Regions from separate parts of the Ovis aries genome. Here region 2 is linked to region 1. A link is a contact called in public Hi-C data. All regions are on one chromosome and are shown on one strand. The core of a region is the stretch at or near the end of the contact, and the rest is flanking DNA. Distances in the headings are between cores, read along the strand shown. Region 1 has its middle 140 kb from the start of ZNF516. Region 2 overlaps ZNF407 (zinc finger protein 407).

The links. Hi-C and Micro-C count contacts between places; a contact is called where the count stands out from the background.
Region 2: a contact with region 1 is called in a Hi-C map of hypothalamus, with 9 times the contacts expected there. The contact joins two enhancer-like sites. A contact is called at or near these places in 3 of 16 Hi-C or Micro-C datasets (hypothalamus, retroperitoneal adipose tissue and tail adipose tissue).

What each region holds. Positions count from the first base shown.
Region 1 is chr23:2,882,760-2,888,672 of ARS-UI_Ramb_v3.0, forward strand. No RefSeq gene overlaps it. Among named protein-coding and RNA genes, the nearest start is that of ZNF516, 140 kb to the left of the region's middle. Within about 2 kb of position 2,557, at least 7 of the 54 cell types and tissues checked have an H3K27ac peak or open chromatin away from gene starts, as enhancers often do. A contact at or near this core is called in hypothalamus, where this site is marked.
Region 2 is chr23:4,090,735-4,096,647 of ARS-UI_Ramb_v3.0, forward strand. The region is part of intron 3 of ZNF407 (zinc finger protein 407); the gene reads right to left. Among named protein-coding and RNA genes, the nearest start is that of ZNF407, 52 kb to the right of the region's middle. Within about 2 kb of position 3,472, at least 20 of the 54 cell types and tissues checked have an H3K27ac peak or open chromatin away from gene starts, as enhancers often do. A contact at or near this core is called in hypothalamus, where this site is marked.

The DNA.
Region 1 (5,913 bases), core at 1,307-3,806:
CGTTTACTTTCCAGGTTATTTTCATCACATTTTTTATGCTTTTGTGCTGATGTGGAATCAGTTAAACTGTTCTCAGATCTAGCTTAGACTGAGATGTTCGTGCTAAGAAGGGAATGCTCAGTATGAATTGTTTTGTCCGCCATTCCACCCTCTTTCTTTATGTAAATTCATATTCTGTGCAACAATTTTCTTAGATTTTAATGTTTCATTAGTTGAATCCACTCTCTCAAAACTTTCGTCTGCGAATTTTGCTCCTTCTTGGACCGAAACGTACAGAAGTTCAAGTGCCACCTTCTCTCCCCCTCCATGGAACTTGTCATGTAGAAAGGATGCTAATGAGACATGACTGAGGAAGAATGCACAGGTGTATTATACAGGCTCAGACTGGCAACTCTCTGATACACACAACACAGGCACACACACACACACGGACACACACACGCGCGCAGAGCCAGGCTTGATGAGAGACTTCCATTTGGTTGAACTTGGCAATGGTTTTGAAATGTTGACAACTGTCAAATTAAGATCACCCAAGCCATTTCACAGGCTCGGATTTGGATGCAGGTCTCAGAACAGAAGGAGAGAGCTACTGGCTCTGGCCCAAGTGACTTCACCGTTTATCATCGGGTTAGCTGTGCCTTAAGGAAATGGAGCCACACCAGGGTGGGGGGGTCAGCCTCCGCCTCTAGCAGTCATTGCTTTTCACGTTTACCTTGATTCAAAGGAAGGGAATAGATGAGTCTTTTGTTTTAAAATGTGCAGAGAAAGAGCCTGGTCAGGTTCCTTTAGCGTCTGTTTTTCGCCCCCGTCCCTTCCTCACCAACCTGAGGGCAGCAGCGTGTCTTTGGTGGGCCCTGGAGGGGGCCTGGGGCTGGGGCGGGTTCTCTCTCCAGGTCTCTCAATGAGCATTTCTGTATTCAGTCATGTGATAGACTCTGTTGCTATGCATCCTGGTGATGCCCACCTTTCACTGTCCGTCCCAGGTAAAGTCTTCATGTGTCTCTTGTCTTCCTCTCAATTTTACGCCTGGTAAGTGCGATGGCTGGGTCCTTTGTATCTTGGTTGGTATTTTCACCTCCAGTACAGTATCTGCCCAGAGCAGGGGCTGAATGAGCGATACCAACATGTTGAGAAGAATAAACGAATTGGGTGCATGAGGACAAAACATGATTTTTCTCGAGTGGTCATCTTGGTTGGAACTGACAGCAGAACAGAGAAATTCAAATTATTTACTAAAAATAGTTTCTTTGTAAGATTTGATTAGTTATCTATCAGCAGATTACCCAGCTGACATTTGAACTGAATCCTTTTAGCTAGAAAAATGAGTATTCTCTTTCCAGGAAGGATTCTGGCTGGCACAGTCATCCCAGACTTCAAATCCAAGGCCTGGGACGTTCTTTGCACACACAGTAGGTGCTGGAGAGAGTGCCGTCTGGGACGGAGCCAGGCAAGTGTTTGTCAAAACCCTTCACCCAAGCATGTGGTTTGAGCTTATCAGCAAATTCATATTCAGGGAGCTGAAGAAGTTAAACCACCAGCTTTCAGTGCTGTGCTGTGCTGAGCTGTGTCCAACTCTTTGAGACTCTCTGAGCTGTAGCCTGCCAGCCTCCTCTGTCCATGGGACTGTTCAGGCAAGAATTCTGGAGAGGGTTGCCATTTCCTCCTCTAGGAGATCTTCCCGACCCAGGAATCAAACACACATCCCTTGTCTCCTGCGTTGCAGGAAGATTCTTTACCAGCTAAGCCATCGGAAAAGCCCCAACTTCAGGATCTGTTGCAAACATGCAAACCCACTCAGGTCAAAGCTGTAAAACTGGCCTGACAACCGTCCTCATGCTCCTCCAAAATGCCCAGGTCTGTGAGTTCCTGGAAGAAAAGCAGCAAAGCCATTTTGGACTGCATGCCTGTCAGCACCACAGGATGGCAGCTGTGGAAACTGAATGGTAGATTAAACACCAGTTACGACAATGCCCAGAATGGCGAAATCGGGGCACTCAAGATGACGCGCTGAAATACTTCTCTTTGGAAATAATGAACTCCAACGCAGTGTGCTTAGTGGATCAGATGTGAAAGACAGTACGTACCGGAAGTGAGGTGAATTTATTTGTATTCACTATCTTGGTGGGTTTGGAACAAGAAAGGTGGTTTCTTTCAAAGAAACACATTGTATGATTTGCTTTAATTAAATAATGCTCTGTTTTTCTGAGCATCAATAGCTCAAAAACTATCCAGAGCCAGACGCACTGCCTTACAAAAAATCTGAAAATCACTGACATAAAACGTGAGTAATGAATTTAACCAAAATGTACAACTATTGACTGGACAGCAAACAAATCATTCCCCTAGTTCTAGGGCTTTTCGGGAGCAGAGCTGGCAGACCAAGGGATGACGAAACTCAGCCAGCGGAAGAGGGAAAGTTTGGGTGGGTGCAGGAGGGGGGTCCTGGCAGCTGTTACCAAGCGCAGCTGTCCCCCTTGCTCCTGTCTGAGTGATGACACGGAGGCGAGGGGAGGGCTGTGGCCGGCTCTGGCCACACGGTGTCGCTACACTGCTCTGTGTCCACCGGCGTCAAGCGCGTGTGTCCTGCTCACAGGATCTCCAGTGCCTTTAATTCCTGTGTGCACAGCTCCGCTGCATCGTTACTGGAGGTGAGGCGCAGGGTGCAGGCGGAGGCGAGGGCCTCTCCTCCTGACTGCATCCATGTAGATCACAGCATCATTCAGGGACTCCCAATACCCTGGAAACGCAGCGGGTACTGTACGGATGGAGCGTGAACAAAAGTCAGCGGTCAGTCAGTGTGACCTGCACCAAGACGGAGCAAATGCACACGCTGACCCTGAACCACACTGGCTCGTCCGGTTACAGGAGGGTGTGTTTTCAATAAGTGCAGCGCCTGTATTTTCATTCTATGGATTTTTAAATTAAGTGTGTGGAGAATCTGTGGTCTATTAGAGATCACGACACATGGGCTCGGAAGAACTGAGGTGTGCGTCCTGGTTCCGTCCAGTCTCTTTCAGCTCCCTGCCCCGGGCTGAGTCACTCATCATCAATTCCTTTGTTTCAGCGGCCGAGATGGCAGGACCAGGCAGGGCAGGAGGGAGGTCTGCAGCCCCAGCCTCTGTGTTATTCAAGGGGCAGTTGTCACGTGTGTGAGGAGGCTTTGGTACCACAAGTAGGATTCATCGCCTTCCATCACGTTTTGGGAAATAAGATCTATGCAAGTGTGTGTGTGCATGCTAAGTCACTTCAGTTGTGTCCGACTCTTTGCAGCCCCATGGACTGTAGCCCGGCAGGCCCCTCTCTCCCACTGTCTTCCCTGGTGACCTTCAAACGTCAGGGCTGGGTGGGTGGTTAGAAGGTCAACAAAGGCTGGATGTTTTGTCCCATCAGAGGGTTGCAGATTGGGTCTCCTCATTGCACGTGAGCTGGATCTCAGTGGAAACGAGACAAGACGCGGCGTGAGGGTTCTGAGCGCCAGAGCCTTCCTCCCCTCGGGATGCCGCCCAGCTGGCCGCACGTGCCCGGCCTGTCTTCCTGGAGCCTCGCTCTCAACCTCCGCCCCACCCCACTTGTCTGCGAGTCTGGCCCCAGGAATGACAGACATGGGATTCAATCGTCCTCCTCGCTCCAGGAGGACAGCTGTTCCAGCCCAGTTGTCCTGAGAAGCGCAGAAGGGCGATTTTGCAGCCTCGGAGCTGTGTGGCTTGCGGGGCCCAAGTGTGGTACTCGTGGTCAGAGCCGGCCAGTTGCCCCATCTCAGCGCGGGTGAGGCGCCCCCCAGTGGGGCCTTGGCTGCCAGATCCCCGTCTCCTCCTGACCCCCTTGTCTGCACTGAGACCCTGCTCCCTGAAGGGGAGGACCTTCTTGCACTTACAGCCCCAGTTCATCTTTTAGACTGGCCACCTTGACAGGCCAGATAAACTTCTGAACAACATGGTCGTGGCTTCCCTGTCTCCCGGGAGAGGCCACAGTCAGGCAGCAGGCGGGTGGGAAGCCAGGCAGAAGGCCAGGCCCAGAGACGGCCTTCCAGAGGAGCAGGTGAGGGCGCTATTGAAACGGGCGTCGGAAAGCGGGGCTTCCGGGGGCTCAGGGGCAAGGAATCCACCTGCCAAGCAGGAGAGGATGGCTCGATCCCTGGGTCCGGAAGATCCTCTGGAGAAGTAAATGGCAACCCACTCCGGTATCCTTGCCTGGGAAATCCCCATGGACAGATGGCAGATCCTGAGGGCAGAGGATAAACTTGAATCATTTTGCCAAACACACAGAAAACGTACATCAGCTTCATAGGATGCTGTAAGAAATGGTTTCAAAATCCTGTTCTTCTTGACGACTGCGGACTCCTCAGACGTGCAGGGTGAACTTGAGTGAGCTCTCCAGGCCACGAGCAAAATTGTAAAGAAAACGATGCTAATGGTGACGACATGGACACCTTCCAGCATCGTGAATGACTTGAGTGGGCCTTGAGCTGCTCAAATGCTCGAGACGTGTATGTGTTTCATTCCCTCTAGTTTCTGTGTAGCTGTAGTTCACCTGTGTTTTAAATATCAGCTAGTGGAATTTTAATGTGATCTAATCAATCTAAATCAATTTAATTAACTGAATTAAATTAAGCTTTGAAAGTGAAAAAGAAAGTGAAGTTGCTCAGTCATGTCCGACTCTTTGCGACCCCATGAGCTGTAGCCCACCAGGCTCCTCCATCCATGGGATTCTCCAGCAAGAATACTGGAGTGGGTTGCCATTTCCTTCTCCAGGGGATCTTCACAACCTAGGATCAAACCCAGGTCTCCCACGTGGCAGGCAGACGCTTTACCCTCTGAGCCACCAGGGAAGCAGTAAAATATTAAGCTTTAATTTTTATTAAAAAGTTAAATTTTAACTGAATTCACTTGCAGCTTTCGGTAGGTGGTATCCGTGCCCCGAATTGGGGTTCCTGAATAGCTCGCTCACGGCCAGGTGGCTCCTGCCGCTGTGGTTGCCTGCTCCCTCCAGGCAGAGCCCCACGTCCTCAGGGTGGTGACAGTGGCATGAGGGTAGGGCTCTGGGGGCCGGCAGACCTGCCTTTGAACTCGGGCTCGTTCCTGGATGTGTGGTTTCGGGTGATTTGCTGATGATTCTGCACCTTCACTTCCTCCTTTGTAAGAGCCACTAGCACTGCCCCCTTGTGGCCAGGATGAAAAGGGGTCAAATCTGTTACAGCCTCCAGTTAAAATAAATTAATTAAAAAAAAAATCTGTTAGAGGCTCTGGGTGGTGCCTCGTAGTAATATCTTAGAACTCTAGTTGCTTGAAGTCTTGCTCAAGCCTAAGAGTCTTATTGTGGTGTGGGGGGGGGGACCCATACGCTGGGTTTTCCTGCAGCCCCCAACTCCCCACTGACCAGTACTTTGGCCACCTCATGTGAAGAGTTGACTCATTGGAAAAGACTCTGATGCTGGGAGGGATTGGGGGCAGGAGGAGAAGGGGACGACAGAGGATGAGATGGCTGGATGGCATCACCGACTTGATGGACGTGAGTTTGAGTGAACTCTGGGAGTTGGTGATGGACAGGAAGGCCTGGCACGCTGCGATTCATGGGGTCGCAAACAGTCGGACACGACTGAGCGACTGAACTGAACTGAAGAGTCTTATTATTTAGCTGATACCAGTGAACGAATCTATGGAACAGAAACACTCACAGACGTAGAGAACAGACTTGTGGTTCCCCAAGGGGGACGTGGGGATGAATTAGGGGCTGGCAGGCACAAAAGGCTACATAGAACACAGACAATGGCGAGGTCCTACTGCAGAGCACGGGGACCTGTACCAAATACCTTGTGACATACTAGCAGAAAATAAATCTGAAACCATGCACACATATAAATGAATCACTGTGTTTTATACCTGAAACTTAACACCACAACACTGTAAATCAACT
Region 2 (5,913 bases), core at 2,222-4,721, 1.2 Mb after region 1:
TTTATTTTGTTTGTAAATAGAGACAACTGACAAAGAAACTTGAAAATAGTCTCATCTTTTTGAATTTATTCTCACTTATCAAAATTTTAAAAATGAACCTAAAACTTGAGCTTTTGGAAAATGCAGATAACATGGGAATGTGGAAACACCTGGTCAGAATATAAACAGATATAGTTCAGTTAGTGAATATAAAAATGATATTTCTCACTAAAATCACATTTGGTATTTCCTCTGAAATCATACTTGCCATTTCTACTATAATATGAAGACAAAACAATGGCTTTTTTAAAATGCCTAGTTTGTGGTCAAACATAAAAAATAAATAATAGCTGATTTTATTATTAAGGGCCCTGGCCTTTCTTCTCAAAGTCAGGTTACTAAGCTTACAGCCTTTTAGAAGTCAATACTATTTGAAGGTGCCAATACAGAATTTACTGTGTGCACAGCATAAAATGACTCTATGTGAAGAGCCCGGCTGTTGCAGGCTATACAGCAAATTGATTTTCTGGAAAGGAATGCTGCCTGTATTTAACCTAACAGTGTAACCCTGTTGTACTACATGGAAAGGGATCATGCATATTGATTTCTTTATTACAATTCTTCTTGTGATCAGTAAACATTCACAAAACACTCTGTTTTCAAAGAAAATTGTTTGGTAAAAAATTCACTAAGTAGACACTAGGTTTTCACAAGAATTCTATGCCATCTGCTTTTAACAAATAATAGCAGGAGACAGTTTATTTCTTGACTTGCTGTCGCCTTTTTTCAGCCTCTTAAAATAATGTATACTACTGGTAAACCTGCATGAGGTATCTGCTCCATCATTACGGTAATTATGAGAAAATGAAGTTCTTTAAACTGGCTTTATTGTTTTAAAACTTCAAATTAAAATAGGTGAAGAAAGATTCATTGCCCTTTCAACATAACTTCTTAAGATAATTTTTCCCAGTGTGTCTATAATCTGCTCTAATAATACTTTAGGAGTCACTGTTTGCTATTTCTAAAATAACACATGGAAACTTATGCTGGGTTGGTGTGTATCCACATTGATAAACTTAAAACATAATAGTAATGTACCATGAATTTTATATTGCTTTCTTTGGAGACAAACTTATAAGTCTCTTAATGTGTAGTGTCTAGAATCGATGTAAGCAATTAAAAAACTGCAACAAAAATGTTTTGTGGGGCATAATTACTATAAGGTCACTAGATATTATTTGGAGTCAGTTTAGCTTATCACATTACGACATGACAGGACGTGAGGCAAAAATTATAAATTCCTTCCCTAAATCTGTCCTTTTCTGATCTAGATGGATGAAGAATAATTAACTCTTAATTATTCAGATGACTTCAAGGCAGTTTTAGGATTCAGTAAAGATTGCAGTCATTTTAACCAAGGAAAGCAGTCTCCCATCATTTATCAAATCGTGCAACTTGACCAATGATGAATAAAAAAATCTATGTTTACCCACAGCCCTAACTGCTACCTTAGAGGTTGTTAAGCAACAAATTTCCTTTAAACTCTACCATATGCAAATCATCAGACACAATTTGCATTTTAAAGTATTTAACTCTACATATTTATTGGATTTTGAGGCCATGCTGATCATTGATTTATGTGCTTCTGGCAATCATATTTCCATATTTGTATGATTTTGATGACAGTAATAATTCAAATATGCAGAAAGTTGTTCTTTGAACAATATCTTTAATTACGTCCTCAAAGCATCATTGTTTTGCCTGGTGTCCTGACAAAAAGGGTTTGAAATAAGAGATGGCATAATAATCCAAAATGCATAGAAATATATTTGTCATTTTCTGTATACTACCAAATGCACAGAAGTGACTTTTCGCATTAACCAATCCTTAACCTTAAAAAGGCTACAAAGCTCAGCAAACTTGAACCTAAATACTTTTATTAATACTGACACACTTTCACGACAAATTCAATCACAGTTCATAACATTTCTGTTCAAAATGCAAAACCTGCCCCATTTACTTTGCCGCTAACTCAAAAAGTTTTGCTGTCGTGATTTTTTTTTTAAGTCATCACAAATTATGTGCTTTCTTATGAAAGCCATCAAGAAATATCATTATGAAAAGATTCACAAATGTTTTATCTGTTTCTCAAACACAACCACGAACCATAGCTCTGGAACCATTCTTAAGATAATATGATGACTTTACCATTCAATTATATAAATAAACCTCTTACAATAAATATTCAGACATATACAAATGTAGCCATAAATTTTAGCAAAGTAAAACTAATGTTAACAGTCAGTTTCAAAATTAACTAAAAGGCAAAACACATCTTTTTATTTCACAATTTTTTTTCAATTCCACAAACAAACCTACATTTTATAGACATTTATTCTGTAATAACTAACATCCTACATGGTGTGTAATCAACTCTGCATATATTAAGCATTTTCAATGGGTTTATTTTATAAAACACAAAAGAATTCTCAAGGATAAAATTAAAATAATTAAAATCCAATCTTTAAAAAGTAAAAAATATTATGTATTATAAAAGCAGAAAAAAGGCCCAAAACATACAAGTGTTAAGTTCTCTAGCTATTTCAAAAATCTGTGATCTTTAAGTACCCAGAGAACGTAAATTTAGGGAGAAAAATTATCATGCACTCAAATTTCTCCATTTGGATATAAAAGATCTGAAATATATGTATAATATATTTTAACTGCACAACTTAAAGCACACATTTACATGGTGTTTTAAATTTCTACTAAAATTTACATTATTTTTAGATAAAGCTAGAATGTTTATGGATATTCAGATCAAGCTTAGTGACTCCCATAGCTGAATAAACATCTACCTGCTTCAGTGACAACATTACAAGCAAGTCATCATGTAACATAAACCCAAGTCAGCCACTCCTAGAGGAATATGAATTAGGAAGACACAATTCAGAAATATTGAGTCTCAGAGTCATTCTAATTAAAATAAAAGTAGGCTGAAATCACTTCTAGATAATTATTGTATGGCTATTTTATTACACTTCATTTCTAATAATCATATTGGACATTCTATACATCACAGTTTTTCTTTATATTGTTTTAAATTTAATTCATCTAGGTAGTAATACTTTTCTAAGAGTTCTTTACTCATTAAAACTGTAAAATCTTGTCATCCTCTAGGTATATAAACAACAGGAAAAATACATGTCATTTACTAAACAACTTAAAAAATATAAAGACAAACTGCTGTTCATACTGTGGTCATATTCAGCTTCACTGGGAGGAAAGGTTACAGCAGTATTTTCAGTTCTACACACAAAGAAGAGAAAGGAAGGGAAGGGAAGGGAAGAAAGGAAAAGGGAAGGAAAGGGAAAGAAACGAAGGAAAAGAAGAGGCGGGAAGGGAGGTGGGGAGGGAGACCCAGGGCGAGATGGGGGAGGAAAGAGGGGAGGCAAGGGAGGAACTGTAGGGACACTCCTTGACTCCCCCTAGTGGTCCAGCGAGAAACAGCACCGCGGCCTCCCCTGCAGCGTGTGGAGGGTGCTCCCAGAGTGGGGCAGGCCCGCTGCGGTGGCGGAGGACAGCGGTGACAGACAATGCCGTCCGCGGGACGCCGGAGCCCAGAGCTCCGAGGTGGACACTCTGGAGCCCAGCAGCTCTCTCTCAGCTGTATGTCTGAACATACCCCACAGCAGAGACCAATGAGGCAGGCATAATGCACATACATTAATACCTGTGTGCAGACAGCATCGCAGCTGCAGGGACCCGTGTTAATCAGGAGCGGGGTTTACCGCATCAGATCGCCAGCTCAGAGCCGCCCTCCTCTCCACTCCCTCACTCTTTTCTCCCCCACAAAAACGCAAATGGACAAATAGGAAATCACACAGTAATATATAGGCGTTATGCTACTAATGTGTTTTGAAGCAACAAATATGAGTCAGAAAAATCAGCGGTGAAACAGTGATACAAACTGGATTTTATATCAAGCCAGTGCTCTTGTATGAACAATACACTATACAAAATTCTGTTACCAATCTTTTTCATATAATTACACAAAAAAAGGTATGTTTTGAGAGATTACTCTCAATTTTACAGCTTTCACAGGCTCGAACTAGATTAAGAAAAGTCAGTGTTTCACTGTGGAGAGTAACAACTCAGGAAACAATGACTGCAAAAAACAGGAAGTCTATACAGGTACATTAAAAAAGCTAGTTCAACACTTGAGCAAAATTATTGTATATCAAGTAAAAAAAAAATACACTATGAACTCAATGTGAGGTAAATTTTGCACTAAAAGAGTACATTCAGAACAAGTGCATCATTTCAGTCAGACTTCAGCATAACAAAAGGCAGTATAGAAAAATAACAGGTTTTATTAATAAAATTCAAATTATTACCAATCTAAAAGAGTATGTTAAATACATTAAGGGGTAGGATTTAAAAATCTGCCTCTGATTATATGAATATCAAAATCTAGAAGCAGTATTCTTGGTAAATAATCTGCACATCGCTCAACAAGCTCACTCTCTGGAGCCACAAGTCTCCCTAAGTCTCGGCTTCCCTTTCTGGGGTTCATTAAGGTGCTACCGGGACTCATTACTGTCTCTCTCTAGCCCTGTCTCTTAATTGCCCTCTAGGCACTACCCTTACAATCACTGAAGTGTTCTTAGCGCGGCCAGGTGCTCCCGGGGGCGTCTGATACATCTCCATGGTTTAGGAATCAAAGTACACAATCAGTATGTCCAGGTTCCAAACACCAGAGGGGACAGAACTAATATTGTTTGCATTATTAAAATCTGTGTTCCTTGATCCTTCTGTAAACTTATGATACATGGTCTCAAGATGAGGTCAAATGTCTTTTGTCCTTTTAAGGTCTTTATCAAATAAAAAATTGTTTGTGTATGTGTCCAGATGTTTGTATGTAATGAACACTAACACATCCATAAAAAATGAACTGCATACAAAAAAACAATCCCTCATATTTATATTAATGTTAAGTGTCTTGGGAAAATCAATTATTTTTAAATGAAGTAACCTAACTGAAACTGTAAACTGTTAAGTCCCTTTGAATCATGAAGACTTATCTAAATATTACAACCATCCCTTAACAAAATGTGTGAATGAAATTTCTTTTAATTAGTTAAAATGGTGGCCCATTTCTTAATCAGCTTCTATTCAAATGATAAATTTATATATGCATCAATAAAAAATATAAAAATAATTCATTTATCTTCAAGGGAGAATGTAAAATTTATACATAAACTCTAAATGTGAAAAAAGAAATTCTCCTAGAACCCTGGCATTATTTTTATAATTTGTACAGCTGAGTAAAATACTTATTAATAATAGATTAAATAGTTGTAGCCCAGCCATATAAACTGGTAGTTTACTAAAAAAAGGATCTAAAATTGCAGTCTCAGAGTATCACATCAAACCTACACCTTTATGTATAAAATTAAAACAAAAGCTAAACCTTGAACTGCTTGGTTCAACCAATAACTGCAGGACATAAAATCACACTGGTATTATATCTGTGCACACACATATATACAACTCAAAGAAAAACAAATATTCATGGAGGGAAGACAGACAAATTACACAGTAGTCCTGAGGAAATAAGGGGGGAAGTCTAGTCTTCACATTTGTGTTGTATTTGAAACCCCCCCACACCGATAAACTAGGATACAGCAGTTATATTTACGGATGAGGATAAAAAGTCAATAATGACACTTATCACCTTGTGCTATGCTTACAAGTTATTTCTATATCCTAGTTGACAGATACACGTCCAAGAGTAATGCACATCTTAAGGATTTTATAAGCTAATAAATATTTTTCCAAATAGTAAGCTTGCAATTACATTATTAACTTGATTAAATTATATTTAAAATACATTGGTGTGGATCCAGATTAATAAAACATATTTTTAAAATA